2 separate regions of the Callithrix jacchus genome follow, and region 1 is linked to region 2. The links are chromatin contacts, called in public Hi-C maps. All regions are on one chromosome and are shown on one strand. Each heading gives the region's core, a stretch centred on a gene start, on an enhancer-like site or on the middle of the called end of the contact. The rest is flanking DNA. Distances are from core to core; before and after follow the strand shown. Region 1 has its middle 6.5 kb from the start of TSEN2. Region 2 overlaps SYN2 (synapsin II).

What was found. A called contact is a pair of places that touch in the nucleus more often than the background predicts.
Region 1: a Hi-C map of skeletal muscle shows a contact between it and region 2, with 17 times the contacts expected there. The contact joins two enhancer-like sites. A contact is called at or near these places in 3 of 3 Hi-C or Micro-C datasets (induced pluripotent stem cells and skeletal muscle).

The regions. Positions count from the first base shown.
Region 1 is chr15:69,639,422-69,645,923 of calJac240_pri, forward strand. No RefSeq gene overlaps it. Among named protein-coding and RNA genes, the nearest start is that of TSEN2, 6.5 kb to the right of the region's middle. Within about 2 kb of position 2,725, at least 3 of the 16 cell types and tissues checked have an H3K27ac peak or open chromatin away from gene starts, as enhancers often do.
Region 2 is chr15:69,303,407-69,309,683 of calJac240_pri, forward strand. The region is part of intron 1 of SYN2 (synapsin II); the gene reads left to right. Among named protein-coding and RNA genes, the nearest start is that of TIMP4, 22 kb to the right of the region's middle. Within about 2 kb of position 2,800, at least 2 of the 16 cell types and tissues checked have an H3K27ac peak or open chromatin away from gene starts, as enhancers often do.

The DNA.
Region 1 (6,502 bases), core at 1,475-3,974, 340 kb after region 2:
TCCTTCCATCCTTTCCTGTGGCCCCACCACCCTTGGGATAAGATCCAAGTCCCTAAGGACAGCATCTGAGGCCCTTTCACAGCCAGGCCCCAACTCTCCTTTCCAGGCCTGCGTCTCCACCCAGGCAGGCTGCCTGATGGTGCCTGGATATGCCGTGTGTGTCCAGACCTCTGGCCCTCTGCTCAGGCAGGTCCCTCTGCCTGGGGTACCCTCTCTGACTTGGTCAGTTCCTCCTCATTCTCCAAGACCCAGCAAAAGTCCACTCCTCCAAGAAGTCTTTCCTGAGCCTCCTCCTCCTGGGAGGCCCTCAGTCAGCACTGGCCACACTGTTTGAGAGTCCAACTTTCCAGAGCATCCTCCCTTGCTAGACTGTGAGAGCTTTGCCATCAAATATTGCATTTGGTTTACTTGGTGTCTCAACCCTCCAGTGTAGAGCTGGCACATAGGAACAGAATGGATGAGAAGGTCACTGAGTGGACACACTTGGGGAAGCACCATGTGGAGGGAATCAAGAGACCTGGATTCTCATTCTGGCACCTCGGGTAACATTCCTTCTTCTCTCTAGACCTCAGTTTCCCTGTCTGTAGAAGGAGAGCATTGGGACTTGACTCTCTTGCAATGCTATATCTATTAAGACTTACTCCATATGAGGCCCTATTCTAGAAATGTACATACTTATGATGATAGTTTAATGTACATACTAATAGTAATATATATAACTACAAGTATTTCTGGCAAAATGAAAATATAAAGACGAAGTCCTTGAAGTTACTTGCAGTCTAGTTCTGGAACCAAGGAAGGCAGTACCAAGACCTTTTAGGGGAATGTATTCCATTACAGAAAACCGCATGCTGCTCTTGGCCCCCAGGAGGTCCCGCGGGGAAGTGAAATAAACATGGACGTGACAGTCAGGCCGAGCACAGCTCAGATCCCTGCTCTGCACTCTAGCTGTGTGACCCTTACAAGTCACTTTACCTCTCTGAGCCTTGACCATTGGAGATTGTATAGCTATCTCGGAAAGTTGCTCTGAGGGCTCCCTTGGATGTAAGACTCTGAATACTAGGAATCCTTTCTTTTTAGTCCCAAGGAATATAAGCTATAAGGAAAGGGAGACTGGACAAGGGACTCCACCCTCTCAGCCTCAGTTTCCTCATCTGACAAATGTCCCTATAGTAGCGCCCCGAGGGCTGGTTTGAGGTAAACTGAGGTCATGAGTAGAGCACCTGCGCTGGGGTGCTCAGTGAATGCGAGCTTCCCTCCAGCCCAGCAGTGGGGCATAAACTGCACTCCATCTTCTTGGGCAAAAGGTTTGGAACAACGGATTCGGAAATGCTTTGGAGACAGTCAAGAAGGAAGCACAGAAAAGGAAGAGACTCGAACACGTGAGGATTTGCCTTCTCCCATCAGAAAATGCTCTTAAACAAACAGCAAGTTTCCTCCATTAATAAGTCCTGTGGAATGCACATGAGATTTTTTTCCTCCTTTTTGCTGATTAAGTTCCCCCAAAACCCCCTTAAGAATTTTAATAAGAAATGCAAAAATCAACAAAAGTCCAGAAAACCCTTTCCTGTTATTAAATAAAGGGAAAGTAAATATTGCAAATTGGACATATTTCATAAGAGGATGTTTTGTTTGGGTGAAAAAAAATGAGAAAGAAAAAGCTATTTGCTTTCTGGCAGCAAATATATGTCTTTGCTGAGTTTTGGTTTCAAATTTGATGACTGGGGCATTATTCCTGGTTTGCCTGGAATTCAGGCCTTTTGACATCTGAGGCAGATGCACCCAGGCAAGCAGAAAAGCCAGGTTTGGGCCATGTTCGGCCTCTTCTTCCATCTCTCTTGTGAGGAGAGCAGAGTTTTTCAGCCACCCAGGAGTTTAAAATTCTGAGCTCAGAGGTGGGGACCTACAGGGGTGTCACATGCAAGGCAAAAACAATTTGCAACAGAGAAGATTTTTATGTTATTTTGAGAGGGAAAGAGAGAGAGAGAGGGAACAAAACGCAAAAGATGGTCTGTACCTTCTTTTCGGATAAGATATGAGATCATAAAAGACATTGTACATAAAATTCATCAACATAGGCCAAAGGGCCTGTTGTGTTGGAGGACGTGGGTTTAAATCTCACTGTTGCCACTTCTTAGCTGGGTTACCTTGGGTAAATTATTTAACTTCTCTGAGCCTCACTTTCCTCATCTTTAAAATGGGGAGAATAAAAATATTTACTAACAGAGGCATGGTGAGGAATCAAAGAGTGGGAAAACGGGGCAATGAAAGTTAAACTCTAGGCTCAGTGTGTACCCATATTATTTTGTGTACTATGACAAATGGAAAGGAAGCAGGGAAAGAGGAGAAGTGATGATCCTTTATCTCTTGGTAGTGAGGAACAGTTTCCAAAGAACACTAGGGCTGTGATTTCACGACGTCAGCACAGCCCTGGGAGACCTGCAAAATGAGGACTGCACTTTTATTCCAGTTGGAGTGCCTGGTGCTGGAACGTGGGCGTGGTCTGTCAAGGACACACATTAAGGAATGGTCTATTTGACCATGAGTTCAGAGAAAATAGCCAAAAAGAAGGGAAAGAGGGCGAGAAACTAGAAAGTGTGGCCACTGCCAGCCACCCTGCTCCCACAGGAGGAGCCACATTTTCCCCAGGGCCCCTGCACCTGCTCCTCCGTCCTCTGTTTCCTCCTTGAAGCGATCCTCACCTGGCACTCACTTCTCTCTGGCAGGGATGGCAGTCGCAGAGTGGTGGGATCATTGGTGGAATGCCAGGACTGGGCTCCTGCCCTGGAAATGCTGGTGAAAGGGACCCTACCATGCCATATTTCCACAACAACAAATCCCAAGCCTCTGTGCAGGACCAGCACTTATGAGCTCTTGACCTCCTTCCCAGGCTCCTCGAGGCCCTCCTGGAGTACTGGCTGCCTCCATCTTCAAACTGTTGATCTTAAATAGCAAAATTACTTTGGTTTTTGTTGTTTCCTAGCTTTGTACTTGTTTGTTTGCTTGAAGCATCTTTTTGCACAAATATTCAGATATACAAATGAATACAACGTTCAACAATCACCTATAATCCCACCACCCATATTTGCTTCTAATTGTTTTTTTTTCTTTTTAGAAAATAATAGAGACAAAGCTGAAGTCCCTTTATCTACTACCCAAGTCCCACAGATAACTAATGAATTTGGTGTATATCCTTCCTGTTATTTTCAAATATTTTAATGTATCTATACATACATTTAGCATTTGATTATATATTAATTTACATAAATGGTATCATATGATTCACATTGGTATACATCTTGCCTTTATCAACAAATGTTACGTTTTTGAAATCTACCTACATTAATATATATTGTCTATAAAAGAGATCCAGCCTGCACAATATAGTGAGATCCTGTCTCTACAAAAATGTTCTAAATTAGCTAGGTGTGGTGGCACAGGCATGTAGTTGCAGCTACCCAGGAGGCTGAGACAGGAAGATGGCTTGGGGCAAGGAGTTTAAGGCTACAGTGAGCTGTGATCACTCCATTGCATTCCAGCCTGGGTGACAGAGCCAGACCCTGTCTCAAAAAAAAAAAAACTGTTCACTCCTTTCAGCTGCTGCATTGCTACATAGTATTCCACCGTATGAACATTTTATACCATGTTTTACATATCCATTTCTCTAGGGATGAACATTTAGGTTGTCTTTTTTTTTTTTTTTTTGAGACAAGTTCTTGTTCTGTTACCCAGGCTGGAGTGCAGTGGAGTGATCATGGCTCACTGCTGCCTTGAACTCCTGGCCTCAAACTGTCCTCCTGCCTCAGCCTTCATAGTAGTTGGGACCACAGGCATGCACCACCATGCCTGGGTAAAGGTTGTCTCTTTTTAAAAAAAATTAGAAATCATAATGCTTTAATTAAAATATTTGTATTTGTTTCTTTGGACACAGATGCCTAAGTTTCTCTAGGAAATTTACGGAGAAGTAGAGTTTGTTTGATTGTTCATGGAAAGAAACAGGGCAGGAATAGGAGTATGAAATCTAGTCCACCCTCTGTTGTTTTTTGTTGTGTTTTGTTTTTTTGTTTTCTTTGGTTGTTTTTTTTTTTTTGAGATGAAGTCTCACTCTGTCATCCAGGCTGGAGTGCAGTGACAAAATCTCAGCTCACTGCAACCTATGCCTCCCAGGCTCAAGCGATTCTCCTGCCTCAGCCTCCCAAGTAGCTGGGATTACAGGCACGTGCCACCATACTTGGCTAATTTTTGTATTTTTAGTAGAGATGGGGTTTTCTCTTGCTGGCCAGGCCGGTCTCAAACTCTAGACCTCAGGTGATCCACCTACCTCAGCCTCTCAAAGTTCTGGGATTATAGGCATGAGCCACCAAGGCTGTCCGCCTCCCTGATGTTTATACTCCCTTTGTGACCTTGGGCAACTCATCTCACCTCTCTGAATCTGTTTTCTTACCTATAAAATGAGTATGATGATCCAGCAACTCACGAGGCTGCTGGAGAGAGTTAAGTGGGTCTGTCTTTAAACAAACCTGGATTAGTGCAGATGGTAGGAATCCAGATAGCTTTCATCATCAGCGCTACAGATCTTTTTGGATCTCAGGTAATTCTTTACCCTTTGCACAAGGGACTCTCAGCCCTTAGAGCCCACACAGCAAGGCAATGCCTTGGGGGCTTGCCCAGCCTGTCCCTTCACACACAGTGTCAACTCTATCCCATAGCCCAGCCTGGTGTTAGTCTGGTAAATAATGGCATAAATGTCCACTGCAGAATCTGAGCTTCCTCACCTGTAAATGGGATAACAGGGACCTCAAAGAGCTGCTGAGACTCAGTCCCTCTTTGCTCACCAACAGAGTGAAGCTGGACTATGTCTCTGATTTGATTTTTGTTTCACAGCCCTTGCATTTTCTGCTGAGGATGCTGAGTAAAGACTTGGAGCTTAGTAGGATCCCTGTATTTTGTTTTTACATCAGTAAAGCAGTGACAGCCAGAAACTAGGTGGTTTAAATTTGCTGAAATGTCTCCATCTGGTGGACTCTAGGAAATACTACAGGGTTTGATGCTGTCTCAGAAAAACAGTGGGGCGACAGCTGGGGCTGCCCTGCCCTGCTCAGAAACGCTGGTGGCTCCCCATTGTCTGCAGGGTAAAGTCCAAAAGCCAAGCCTGGAATTCAAGTGCCTCCACAATCGGTCCCCGCCCTACCTATCAGACCTTATCACAGCTCTGACCTCCTGCCCCGGCCAGGCCCAGCTCCTCCCTGGCTCCGGAACCAAGGCCCATTCCAGCCTTGCATATGGGCGTGCCCTGGTGCCCCAGACAGCCACTTGCCCTCTTCCTTTCCACCTCCTAAGGCTAACCTCCCCTCCAGGCACAGCTCATAGGCTACCTCTTCAACTCATCCTGGTCTTCCCTGACCTCCCACCGACACTTAACCGTTACTTTTATATTTCAATATTGAATGTTGCCTGGTTTTTGTTTGTTTTGTTTCTCTTTTTGTTTGTTTGTTTGTTTTTTCTTTTTTTGAGACCAAGTCTCACCCTGTGGCCCAGACTGGAGTGTAGTGGCATGATCTCAGCTTACTGCAACCTCCACCTCCCAGTTTTAAGCTATTCTGCCTCAGCCTCCTGAGTAGCTGGGATTACAGGCGTGTGCCACCACGTCTGGCTAATTTTTGTATTTTTTTTTAAGTAGAGACTGGGTTTCCTCTGTGTTGGCCAGGCTGGTCTTGAACTCCTGACCTCAGGTGATCCACCCACCATGGCCTCCCAAAGTGCTGGGATTACAGGCATGAGCCCACTGTGCCTGGCCTGTTGTATTTTCTTAATCCGCTGTCCTCCTGTATCCAGCATGACAGATTAAAAGGGCATAAGCCCTGTAGATCCATATCCTCATCTGGCCTTCACTACTTCCTAGCAATGACACCAAGGGTATGTGCGGTAACCTTGGCTGCAGAACAGAGGTAAGAACACCAGTCTCACATCCCTGGTGTGAGAATTAAATAAGATCATGGATGCAAAAGTGGCTGGCACATAGTAAATGCCCAATAAATTGTTACTAGTGTGGCCAGATAAAATATAAGGTACTCAGATGAACTTGAATTTCAGATCATCTTTTTTCTTAAGTATATCCCAAATATTACTCAGGGGTTCTGTGGCACATTTCACAGATAACTGTTCATTTTATTAAATGTGCTAGTGCTACTGGCGATATGTTGGTGTAGTCAATCATCCCTATTCTTGGATTCTGTATTGACAAACTCAGCTAGTTGCTAAAACTTATTTGTAACATCATAATCAATACTTCACTGTCACAGTTATCTGCAGTTATGTGCGTGCACAGAGCACCAAAAAATTTGAGTCACCCAACGTGTACATTCCCAGCTGAAGTTGAACAAGGAGACTCTGCCTTCTAGTTTTCGCTTTCGTACCATAAATAAGTATGCTTTTTTGAGCTCTAGTTTGTGCCATGTTTTTCATATTTTTGTGCTTTTTTATTGGTGATTTAACTGTTTAA
Region 2 (6,277 bases), core at 1,550-4,049:
ATGAACAGACATTTTACAAAAGAAGACATGCATGAGGCCAACAAACATGAAAAAATGCTCATCATCACTGTTCATTAGAGAGATGCAAATCAAAACCACATTGAGATACCATCTCATGCCAGTTAGAATGGCGATCATTAAAAAATCTGGAGACAACAGATGCTGGAGAGGAAGTGGAGAAATAGGAACATTTTTACACTGTTGGTGGGAGTATAAATTAGTTCAACCATTGTGGAAGACAGTGTGGCGATTCCTCAAGGCCTTAGAAATAGAAATTCCATTTGACCCAGCAATCCCATTACTGGGTATATATCCAAAGGACTATAAATCGTTCTACTATAAGGACACATGCACACGAATGTTTATTGCAGCACTGTTTACAATAGCAAAGACCTGGAACCAACCCAAATGCCCATCGATGACAGACTGGACTGGGAAAATGTGGCACATATACACCATGGAATACTATGCAGCAATCAAAAATGATGAGTTTGTGTCCTTTGTAGGGACATGGATGAATCTGGAGAACATCATTCTCAGCAAACTGACACAAGAACAGAAAATGAAATACCGCATATTCTCACTCATAGGCGGGTGATGAGAAATGAGAACACATGGACACAGGGAAGGAGTACTACACACTGGGGTCTATTGGGGGAATAGGGTGGGGGGAGCTGGGGAGGGATAGCCTGGGGAGAAATGCCAAATGTGGGTGAAGGGGAGGAAGGCAGCAAAACACACTGCCATATGTGTACCTATGCAACTACCTTGCATGTTCTGCACATGTACCCCAAAACCTAAAATGCAATTTAAAAAAAAGAAAAAAGGAAAAAAAATAAAATAAAAAAATAAAAATTGCTAATTTTGTTTGGTGAGACAATGGCGTGTTATTTATATTTAAAAAGTTGTTATCCTAGAATAGGCAAATTAATATAGACGAGGTAGATTAGAGGTTACCTGGGACTGAGGGGAGAGAGGAATGGGGAGTTATTGCTTATTGATTACAGAGTTTTTGTTTGGGATGATGAAAAAGTTTGAAAAATAGGTAGTGGTGGTGGTTGCACAACATTGTGAATATACATAAAAGTGTATGTTTTTTGTTTAAATGGAAAATGTCATTATGTCTATTTTGCCACTGTAAATAATAAAAATAAGAATCTTTACCAGTTAGAGAGGAAACTTAAAAATTGAGGCCAGGCATGGTGCTCACACCTGTAATCCCAGCACTTTGCGAGGCTAAGGTAGGCGGATCATCTGAGGTCGGGAGTTCGAGACCACCCTGACTAACATGGAGAAACTCTCTACTAAAAACATAAAAAATTAGCCTACTTGGGAGGCTGAGGTAGGAGAATCGCTTGAACCCAGGAGGTGGAGGTTGAGGTGAGCCAAGATCGTGCCACTACACTCCAGCTTGGGCAACAAGAGCGAAACTCTGACTCAAAAAAATTGGCAGGAGAAATGACATGTTGGAATTTGCCTTAAAATACTCAAACCATGGTCTCAACAACAAAAACAGTGAGAGTAATAAATGAAAAAGATTGGTAAAATGTTGATGATTATTGAGGATATTTCTGTAATGAAAATTTGTAAAAAATCATCTGGAGGCTAGCCCTCAAGTCCTAGTGACTCCGCCTGACATTTAAAGCCCTTTGCTCTCCTCTCAGACCTACCTTGGAACCTCTGCTCTTCAGTGCTCATCCAGCAGTGTATTGCCCAGAGCCCCACCCAAGCTTCTGTGCCTTTGCCCTTACATTGCAATCCTGTGTCCTCCTTCCTGTGTGGCTAATTCCTACTCATTCTTTAAGACTCAGTTCAGTCTTTGTGGAGCATTCCTGGACTTCTCCAGGCAGGGAGAATGGCTCCCTCCTTTGGGTTCCCATAATGCTATGCTTGTATGTCTGCTGCAGTTGATACCCTGAATTACTACAGTCTTTCGTTTTTGTTTCTGTTTCTCCACTGACAAATGAAGTAGAGGAACCTTTCTTTCCACTGTACATCTTCCTGGGCTACATGAAACTTACTGTTTTAGTTGTGTGCTTAAATTTTTTTTTAAAGTAAAAGATTGAAAGGTAGAAATGTGAATGCTAGATGTAAATCTGAAGAGTTGAATGGAAAATTAGCAGTGACCCCCATGCAGATATTGGTGTCCTTTTGTAGATTGTGCCTTCTTTACTTGGTGACCACTAATGGTTGTCAATTTTTATAGTTCCAGCCTATAACTGGGTACTCAGTAAATTTTTGCTTAATTTACTGATTAACCACGGCATTTCTTTCTACAAGTTGCAAAATCTAGCTATCCACCTTGTTTGGGGGAGGGGAGTGGATGCATACTTTTTAGACGAGACAGTTAATCTTCAGGTATGGTTTTGCAGAGCAGCAAATAAGCCTCTAGGGTCCATGGCTATTCAGCCAGTGCAGTGAGTGGTGAGCTGACTGCAGTTAGCTGCAATATTCATCTTGCCAGTGGGTGGCGGCAGTCGCTCACAAACTGCACCAGGAGGCAGGCTTCATTTTACCCTAACAGTATAGGCTGGGAAACAGGAATTTCCTACTATTTCTAGTTTATTTTCTAACTTCTTGAAGCCTTGAGATGCTTGGTTGAAAGAACAAGGCCCGAGTCAGAGTCACTAAGAGCCAGAAACTAGTACTTTGCTAAAGATAAATGTCCAAACCAGCGCTAGGAATTTACTAGGTGCTGGACTATTTCCAGAGCTGTAAGAAAGTCTTTTCCTCCCTAAATGCCTACTGGAGCATGTGAATCCACCTTTAGTGTTGTCATCTTCTTGTCTGAGATTTGATCTTTATGCAAATTACAGTCATCTGGGGGAGGATTTATACTCTAGGTTGTTTCAGGTCCTTAGTACCAATATAGACAGGCATTGTAAACAGGTTTTCATGTGGGCAAGGAGAGGAAGGAAAAAACTTGACTCTTGGGATTGACACATGTGAGAAGAGAGAAGATGGCTGGGCCTGCAGAAATAGACACCGTCCTGAGACTGGTCTCTTCTGGTTTTCTCCAGTGGTCCAGCCCAAACCACCATTCCTAACTTCTCCAGTCAATAAGCAAGTCCTGATTGTGAGGCTACTAAGTCATAGCTCTGCGTAGGATTTGGAAATCTATGGATATAGTGTTTATATTTGTACAGGCCTAGAGTATATAATCAAACAATAAAACATAATCAGTATTTAAAATTGAAAATGTTCTGAAAAATCCAAGACTCACATATGGATCGTACCTGCTCTGAAGCATTCTTACATAATCTAGTGGTCTGTGGGCAGAGGTGGGGGAGGGGTGTCCAATTCTTAGACAACTAACTTTGAAAGGTGTTGTAAGATGATAATGCTATGAGCCAAATATGAGCAGACAATAAATGTGATGAAAGTTCAGGAAAGGAAGAAGCCATGTTTGCTGTAGTCATTTTAAAATAGCATAAATGTGTGCAGCTTTTTGCTAACAGTGCTTCATATTTGCATAACATTTCAGCATTTCCAAAACATTTTCATGTCATCTGATTTCATTAAATCTTCACAACCACCTGTGAGCTAAACATTATTAAATGAGGTAAAGTACATAAAACACTTAGAATAGTGCTTAGTACATCACAGGTGTTCACTATTAGGATCATCATTAGCCCTATTTTATAAATGACACAACTGAGACTCAGAGAGGCATTACTTGCCCAAAGTCACACAGCTGAAAAGTGATAGAAGTAGGCCTGAACTCAGCTTCCCCGGCTCCTATTTCTAGAACTCTTTCTTCATTGTCCCATGCATAAAAGAGGGAGTATTTAAGCTAGGCTTGCCTGGGTTGAGCCAAGTGTTGTGGGGGCGTTAGGAGAGAAGTCTCTGAAGTCATATTCCTCACCCTCACAAGCCCTCGTTGGTAGGTAGATGGGAATTGATGAAGGTATTCACTTTCTTGAGTAACAAGAGTTAAATCTAGAAGCTTTTGCTCATTTTAGCAATAAGGGGAGATGGTTCATTACCTGGTCCATCAAGGAAGCTGCAAGCCATTAAACTTACATAGATCCTCAGCTGCTAGGCTTGTTAAGAAAATGTTACAATAGGGGGAAATTGACAACACAGGCACTACAGATATTTTTAGTCTGTGTTTCAAGGATGTACATCTTGGGTTCTGTTTAGGATTGAGCACAAGGGGATGAATTTAGATTTATTTGACAAGACTGCCAATCAGAAAGTCCATATTGGCAGGGCATGGTGGCTCACTCCTAGAATCCCAGCACTTTCAGAGTCCAAGGTAGGACAAGAGTTCAAGAACAGCCTGGGCAACATAGTGAGACCTTGTCTCTACAAAAAATTTTTTAAATTAGCCTGGCATGGTGGCATGTGCCTGTAATTCCAGCTACTTGGGAGGCTGAGGCAGGAGGATCACTGGAGCTCAGGAGGTTGAGGCTACAGTGAGTCATGATTGCAACACTCACTCCAGCCTGGGCAACAGAGCAAGACCCTGTCTCAAAAAAAGAAAAAAAGTTCATACTGGGTATCTTATCTGTTCCTATCTTCTGCTGGGGACTGTGTGGGAAAACTAAGGGAAATAGAGTAGTTTTCACAAACTTTCAAATGCTGGTGAGAATAGTATCTTTTTCTTGGGTGGAGGACCGTTTGGCAATATCAGTAAAAACCATAACTGTGTCTGTTCCTTGCACCAGCAATTCTGTCATAAATTATTTATCCTATGGATATATTTTTAAATATAAGCCATTGTAGCATTGTTTGTAATAGCAAAAACAAGAAACAAGAAATCTAATGTGTTTACCAATAAATAATGCCAATACCAATAAATGTGTACCAATAAATATTGGTTAAATTACTGTATTTCCTTCAAATGGAATTTCATATTAAAAAGGAAGAAGCTCATCAATATGTGCTGAAAGCATATCACTAAGATATATTTTTAAGTGTGAAAAATAAAATCAAGTTTCAAAAAAAGAATTTATGTAGCATGCCATATGTATGTGCTTGAAGCATATATGTATGCAGGTATAGTCACAATTTTTTTCTTCCCCACTGGAAATATATGCTTATAATTGATAATGGGAACTATGTATGATAAGAGAGGAATGGGAAAAGAGAAAATTTTACTTTTCACTTTATCCTTTTATATAGTTTTAAAGATAGATTGGTTGATGGGTTTAACCACATGACATACTATTTTTAAAAAATAAACCCCGCTAAGGTCACACAGCTAGGACAGGGTACAGCTAGAATTTGTACCCCAGATTGTGATTCCAAAGCCCATCCTCTGGATTCTATTACACTGCCCTGTACTAGTGCTCCCTTAGTATCAGGAAGCACTTCTATCATTTGCTAGCAAGTTACACAATTTTTATGAAAATACCTAGAATTAAAATGTCCAAGAGCCTGGAGCTGCAAGAATGTGCTCATTCTCCACAGGAGAGCTCTGTGTCCCATCTGCCGGCCATCTTGGCTCCTTTTCTATAAGGTGGTGGCTCAGCCAAGAGAGGTCAGTGACTCTGGGCCAGGAAACACACACTAAGATTTCCAACAGGACAAATTACCTTAAGGAAAAGGCATTAGGATAGCTAGAGAGGTGGGGGTGGAGGGAAGGCATGAAAACAGTTCATTAGCCAACTTGGTCAATGGGCAGGTGCAGGAAGTGGCAAACAAACCCAGCCAAAATCTATAAATATACTTTAATATCAGTGTTCAAAACCCACAAAATAAATGAGTGAATTAGGAAACCTGGCAGCATGTAAGCACCTTGATGTAAATTCTTAGTTCAGGCCGTAACTCCCAGGAACTTTTCTGATTTGGGCATGTTATTTAATTGTCCTGGGCTTCAGTTTCCCAACAGCCAAAAGGACCGCATTATCTCTCCTGGCTGCTTCAGAGTTGTGAGGAACAACTAGGGCAAGGAACATGCTTTGCAAATGCAAGGCACCATACCAAATGAGAAGTTATTGTTAATATCTCTAAGGTTTACCTCACAGAAGGAGAGCTATTTGTAGACAGGAAAATAGGAGGAAGCATCAGAAAAGTATTGCTGATAACAAGGTAGACATACCTCACCAATGAAAGAGAGGTATCTCATGGGTCGTTTACTCCAGTTCCTCCTCATTATAGTCATGGACAAAGACATGCAGATTCCAAGGTCTGCAGAGAAGTGATAGTGCCATACTAGACTCTATTAGTTAAACCTGTAAAGGCAAAGAAAGGGAATATGCTACAGGGCCCCTGCCTGAGGGGCTTGCTGAGCTGTGAATGTTGATCAGGGTCCTGGAAACAAGCTGGTGTG